Linked DNA regions of Triticum aestivum: region 1 is linked to region 2. Evidence: chromatin contacts called from public Hi-C data. All regions are on one chromosome and are shown on one strand. The core of a region is the stretch at or near the end of the contact, and the rest is flanking DNA. Distances in the headings are between cores, read along the strand shown.

Evidence for each region. Hi-C and Micro-C count contacts between places; a contact is called where the count stands out from the background.
Region 1: a Hi-C map of leaf shows a contact between it and region 2, with 7 times the contacts expected there. The contact joins the promoter of LOC123157002 here to the promoter of LOC123160707 in region 2. A contact is called at or near these places in 2 of 5 Hi-C or Micro-C datasets (both in leaf).

What each region holds. Positions count from the first base shown.
Region 1 is chr7B:417,502,843-417,506,197 of IWGSC CS RefSeq v2.1, forward strand. LOC123157002 (non-lysosomal glucosylceramidase) reads left to right here and starts at 1,859. Exons shown (of 15, transcript XM_044575224.1): 1 at 1,859-2,053; 2 at 2,178-2,237; 3 at 2,457-2,570; 4 at 2,685-2,741; 5 at 2,888-2,958; 6 at 3,099-3,198; 7 at 3,292-3,355. The coding sequence starts at 2,208.
Region 2 is chr7B:417,075,439-417,078,628 of IWGSC CS RefSeq v2.1, forward strand. LOC123160707 reads right to left here and starts at 1,712. Exons shown (of 2, transcript XM_044578550.1): 1 at 1,426-1,712; 2 at 1-30. The coding sequence starts at 1,513.

The DNA of each region.
Region 1 (3,355 bases), core at 609-3,108, 430 kb after region 2:
AGCAAACCCTAGCCACCCCAGCCGCTCAAATGGGGCTCTTCTCCGGCAGCAGCATCAAGTCGAAGGGCAAGGCCCCGTCGTCCCCTTCCCCGCGGAGTTCACCCCGCCTCCGCCTCCGTCGGCTCGCCGGCAGAGGCAGCGGGTGAACGTGCCCGTGCACCAGGCGGAGTGGCACTGGCGCCACCGCGTGCCGCTGCCGTACCCCGACGTGATGCTGCCGCACGACTGGCATCTAGATCCGGAAAGGATCCCAGTGCCGGCGGCGCCGCGGTCGGCTAGGGCGCATGCGGAGGAGGTGCGTCGCCGGCGGGCGCTCCTGACGCCGGAGCAGCGCCGCGACGAGGCGTACGCCTTCGATCCCAACTGGGTACGCTGGTTCGCCTTCGAGCACGAGAAGGCGAGGCGGCGCGACGTGCGGGAGGTCGACCGCAGCGTGCCGCCGCCGCCGCTCGTCGTCGGGGAGGAAGACCAGGCGGAAGAAGACGCCTACCAGGCGGCCCTTGCGGCTGTCTACCGGGAGAGCAAGGAGGACGAGCGGCGCAGGGCGGAGGCGGCAGAAGAAGAGGAAGCTCGGTACGAGGCGGCCATGGCGCATGCCATGGCCCTCTCCGCGGCCGGTGACTGTGTGGTGCCGCGGGTGGCCCCGCCATACCCTCCCCGACGCCGTGTCAAGGTCGACCCGGAGCCGCAGTCGGAGCCGGAGCCGGGCTCCATCGCGAGGTTCTCCTGGACGGGAGTGGTGCGCGAGTGGGTGTCCGCGCCATCGGTTTGGATGGAGGCGACCCCGGCGCAGGAGGCGGCCTACCTCGAGCACTGGCGCCAGTGACGGCTGGCCGAGGAGCGGCGTCAAGGCGAGTACGAGGAGATGCTCGAGCGCGACCTCGAGGAGGAGGCGCGTCAGGCTGAGGAGGAGGCGCGCCAGGCTGCGTCTGCATAGGCGGCGGCACAGCCCCCCGCGCTGGCACTCCACCGTCGGAACAGCTGCCCCCGGACTACGCCACTGCCGCATGGGCCACGGCGTTCCCCTGGGCCGGCCCTCCGCCGACGCTCATCGACCTCACCGACCCCGAGGACGCCGCCGCCGCCGCCGCCTAGGGTGCGCTGGGCAGTGCGCCGCCTCGTAGTTAGGTGGTTTTTAATTTCTTTTTAATGCTAATGTGGACGCGTGGACTCTCGCCGGCCTTCCTGCCCGGTTTTAATGTTTAATTAAGTTATTTTCAGTAGAAATATGCATGCATATATTTTTTTGTCGGTGGCGCCAAAATGGGCCAGGCGCGCGTTGGGCGCACACGCCGACCCAAACGCGGAAACGGATGTTCGTGTCCGCCTGGCCGACCCGAACAGACAAAAAGCGGACGAAATCGCCGTCCGTTTGGGTCGCCCGTTGGAGTTGCTCTTATCATTCCCCTGAACACAGCATACTAAGCCAGCTCCATGATACTCCCTCTATAAACTAAATATAAGATCGTTTAGATCACTACTTTAATGATCTAAACTTACAAACTAATTCACCTAAAAGCCTTAAATTTTCCAACTATAAATAGTCTATTCCTTAAGAGAGAATTTGTCAAAAAACGTACTACATCACACTAATTCAACACCCGGGCTGCTATTTCTGATTTCCGATGGAACAAGTCTAAGAAACCACGCGAGTACGCGACAGTCTAGCACGCATCACGGTTGCTTCCAGCGCCCGTCTTTTCCATGAACGGCTAGCTAGCTTGGCAGTACCGGCGAAACTTTGTTCCTTCCGGCATGGTGACGCGGGAATCAGGCTAATTATCGGGAAAGATTTATCAGCGAGGATCGTGACCGGGGAGCATGAATGGCATATTCAACCGCTTCCACGACTGTGATGTGCACGCCTACTTTTCCACGCACCTGAGCATATCTGAATATCTGATACCACCAGCCAGTCCTTCTGGTTATGCTCCTCGCTTCTCCTTCGTCGCGTCGTCTTCGTCCCCTTCTTGTCCAACGAGTTATATAGACAGCTACCTCGGGTAGCTCCTCAAAAGAGCTGAGCGTCTCAGGGTGCCGTGTTCAGGTCCAGGTACTTTCTCACTCTCCTCCTCCTATGTAGGCGGTTCTCAGTGTACGGATACATTCTTGGTTTGTTTTCAATCTGATGAGCAATCCCGTTCTTCGAGTTGTTGACCATGCTGTATCTGTTCCAGTCGAGTTAGCCCCTTCATCGGTTTCTGAAGATGGGAAGTTCAGAGTTTGAGCAAACCAAGGTATCTCCTGACCTGAAACAGCTCTCCCATTTCTTTGGCTCCTACTACTTAATATTCTGGTGCAATTACTTAATTGACCCTACTCCTCTGGTGGAGGAGCTCGAGGTTCTTCTCCTCTACGATTTTCGATTCTGATCAGTTGTTTTCTTGGATGATTCCCTAATGAAGGTTTCAGTCCATTATAAGCGAACTGGTATGACATGGTTGTTCTTGCTTCAGGCGCACTTGCACGTCGACTGTGCACAGCCACCAGCAATAACTTGGCAGAGGAAATTCGACGATGAAGGAAAGAAGGTTGCTATGCTTAGCATGACCACTGATATCTTCACAATTGTAAGCAAGCATGTCAACATGGACTGTACCTTTTTAAATTTTGCATTTAGAACCAAGAATGCTTACTACCTTTGCTGCATATAAACACTGACCATGGTCATGGTTGTGCTGCAGATACCCTTGATTTTTAAAATGCTTCGACTACACGTCGAGGGAATCGCCAAAAACCAAGTGAGTCCCTCTTCTGTCACTGAACATTCAGCTAATCTGTCTACCAGCATGCGCATGTAGTTGAAATGCCGGTGCAAATTATTCTGCCCAGTCAGTACTCAGTAGCCAGTGAAATTGTTGAACAAGTATCATCTTGTTTCCCAAAGGTTGCCGTCTATGATCCGCTCAGGAAATGGATGGACAACTGCTACCGCGGGGTACCCCTCGGCGGACTAGGGTAAGTTCTTTCGATGTTTCGGGTCCTGATTTTGCTCTGAGACTTGCCTCGGTTGTGTTGTGACATTCATGCATGGCCCTGCAGCTGACTGAACTTCAGATGACAGTTTTACTCAAAGTACATTCTCTTCTTCTTTTCAGTTCAGGAAGCATAGGGAGAAGCTACAGAGGGTACTTTCAGCAGTTTCAAATATTCCCCAGGATATATGAAGAGAAGCCTGTCCTGGCCAACCAGTTCTCAGTAATAATAAATTTACACTTGCTTTCATGAGTTTCAGTGCTCAATTTATGGTGGAAAAACGTCTTATATTGCCCACTATTTTCACCTGTCTAGGCATTCGTTTCGCGGCCCGGCGGGAAGAGCTACTCCACAGTGTTGTCCGCACCAACTGCTGATC
Region 2 (3,190 bases), core at 462-2,961:
CCTCGTGGAGCTTCAGTATCCCGCCGCTGCCTGCATCACAGTAGGCAGATTCAGTTTCAGACAAGCTTTTTTACTTTACTTTTCTCTTCTTTTGAGACAAGTTTCAGATGTGTTCTTTGTTGAAAAAAATCTCTAACATAAGGTACATTGACGTCTCAGTTTCAATCAAACAATGCTACAAAAGTATTGATTGCTTTCTAGGCTCATAGCAACAGGAGCTTCTGCTCCATTCCCTACTGATGAAAAAGGCACCACAAGTTACTTCAGTCCATCCAAATGGACGGACAGACGCAAATAGAAGGCCTCTCCCATAAGAGATGGAAAAGGCCTACTGGTCCAGCAGGAAATCCGTACAAGGTATGAGAGATCGATCTGAGTGGTCCTAAAGCTTGCAAAAAGAAAAGATCTGATGGATGATCATTGAGGCCCCTTGGTGTTTGGAGCATACTACGAATTTTCCGACGTGTACATGTTTCATGTGAAGTTCCTGTAAAATCCTATGGTTTGAAACACAGAAAGCCTCCACGAATCCCATACGAATTTAAGCTAGAATCCTGCAAACCATGCCATGCGTACCTCATCACACCACGCGATATTGAAATCGAGAAGTAAATGTTAGTAGCACTGCCGCGGCTACACAACGAGATCCCGGAGAGCGAATTTACTGCACTTAATTCCGGAGATAATACTACCCAGCAGAACAAGCATCATCTCCTATTCTTTGGTCTGCATGTTGGGGATCTATTTACCAATTTTCTTCTAATAACAGAAGGGAAACTTTCGGCCTCTTCCACTCGACAATCCATATCACACATTGTTCACATCACAATCTATTCAAAATGATGTTTGGTGCAGTATAAAGACCAACAAACCAGCTTACAGAAAGAAGTGAAAATGTAGAATTACAGGTAAATTGTCATGTTTTTCTGTATAGTCGTAAATCTGGACTGTATTGTACTTCTGTTCACCAGATCTTCTTACCCACAGGTAAGCAAATTTTGATTTTCTTCTGAGTGCAGAAATTTCTCATCTTTTTTCTCTTTGTATCCCTTTAGGCGAACAACCAAATAAGGAATAGCCCTTGAACGAATACATATCATTACTAAGAGGGAAAGAAAAACAACTTTCCTATCGATGAACAAATAAAGGGGCCCAAGAAATCAATCATTCCCGTGAAATCGAAATTTGCTGCCAAACATGCATCTAGACGTCCCGACCAATGACCTGCGTTTTTTCAGACCCACATTTCATCTGTTTATTCTTTCACTCATTTCAGGAACACTGAAGGAAGCAAAATGAAGAGAAAATCTTCGCCATCTAGCGCTTCCAATCAAGAAACCAACCGGAAATCTTCACCGTTTTTCTAGACCAACATGCGTGTGGGCAGTGGTTGAGTTGGAGAGGAGTGCGGGGAGGGAGACTGACCCGACTTGCTGCCGCGGAGGAGGCGGCCGGAGACGGCGGCCCACGCACGGCGCGCCCGGAACACGACCTTCTTCCGCCAACACGCCATCAGCGCTGCGGACGTTCTGGTAGTTTTGCAGTGGCGGTTCCGTCGCCGTCGGCGTCGGCGTCGGCGTGGTCGTGGGTGGCTTGGCTACTGCGGAGTGGCCGTTTTTCTCTGCTCTGTGCGCGTGACGCCGGGAGGGGGCGGCTTTTTATCCCCTTGCGGAGGAGGCGGCTTGGAGCGTTGGCTCCCCTTTTGCGATTAATATTTTCATCTTTTGCTGCTTCGTTTGCGTGTTAGCTATGTGCACGCCGGGTTTCTGGGTACACACCGTTGCCGCTTGTGTGGCAGATCTGATTTGGGTGGCAGGGATTAATCGCAAAATCTACTTTTAATGGCCCTCGCTAGGCGTTATCCGGTTAATCCCGCGAGCGGATGCGGATCAGCCGTTTGAAACTACTCCCTCCGTTCCTAAATATAAGTCTTTATAGAGTTTTCACTATGAACCATATACGGATGTATATAGATGCATTTTAGAATGTAGATTCACTCATTCTGCTCCGTATGTGGTCCATAGTGAATTCTCTCCAAAGACTTACATTTAGAAACGGAAGGAGTATATGGTTACAATCACGGCCCACTAAATCCTCGATACATGGGGTCATGCCTATGTATGGAGCACACTGCAGTGATGCATACATGGGGTCCGACTATACAATACTACATATTTTGTTCTCTCCTAAGTTTCTTTTGTTGTGTTGTGCTAAAAGGCGTCGTTTCCAAAATTCTTATCAGTTGTAGAAACTACATCCATTCGAATCTTTTTTAAGTCTACAATGCAAAGTGTGAGCTTCAACCAAATTCAATCGGCTCTATAATTCTAAATCACATCCACACTGCAGTTTTTGTGTGTTGCCCCCCCCCCTCCCCCCTCCTAAACTGTTGCGGCATTCTCTTTTGTGACACCGCCCAAAATCAAAAACTTTTTCAAAATGTACACATGTACGTAATAAAGATTGGGTGAGTTGCGGTCATCGGCCGACTAAGAAGAGATATAGCTTTTTGCACGGTGGGTGATTCGGCTTTGTAGTATGCGACTTGCATCACGTCCTAGCATGCATCATTTACATGTTTGAATGGATATTTCAACGTTTTAACAATTCAAACCTCAAATTTGTGAAACTGTATAAAGAAAGACCCAATAATTGGACCCGCCTGTCGTAGGTATGTCGACGACACCATTGCACACGAGGAGGAGCAACCACAACTATAGTTTCATTTTGTAGGGAGCTACAGGCTTTAGGTATTCACATATTCAACTATGCATGTCGGCTACTACAAAACCATAATCGATGCTCGTCGAAATTTCATTCATGGTACTAGCCCATATATCGTACATAAGGAGTGGATCCAAACGACACTCATATGGCTATTGCCTTTGTACTACAAGGCTAAGAAATGGATCAAGACTATCATGCAAGAACGCCAAGGAGATGGACCCAAGACATTAATTTTGGGGCAGAAGGAAAAACCGGCACTTTGTTCCTAACGAGCTTAGTAAAGATCGAGATAGGTATATTGAAGCATGTTTGCATTGACCTTCTCCTTTCGCAGTACAGAATTATGCGTGCGAACTTCAAATAAGCTTTTTACAAAATGTCCTAAAGTCTAGGATAATGTCCTCAAATAAATCTTATATGCAGTGTAAAAAGAAACACAGCGAATATAATACCTAAAAGAGAG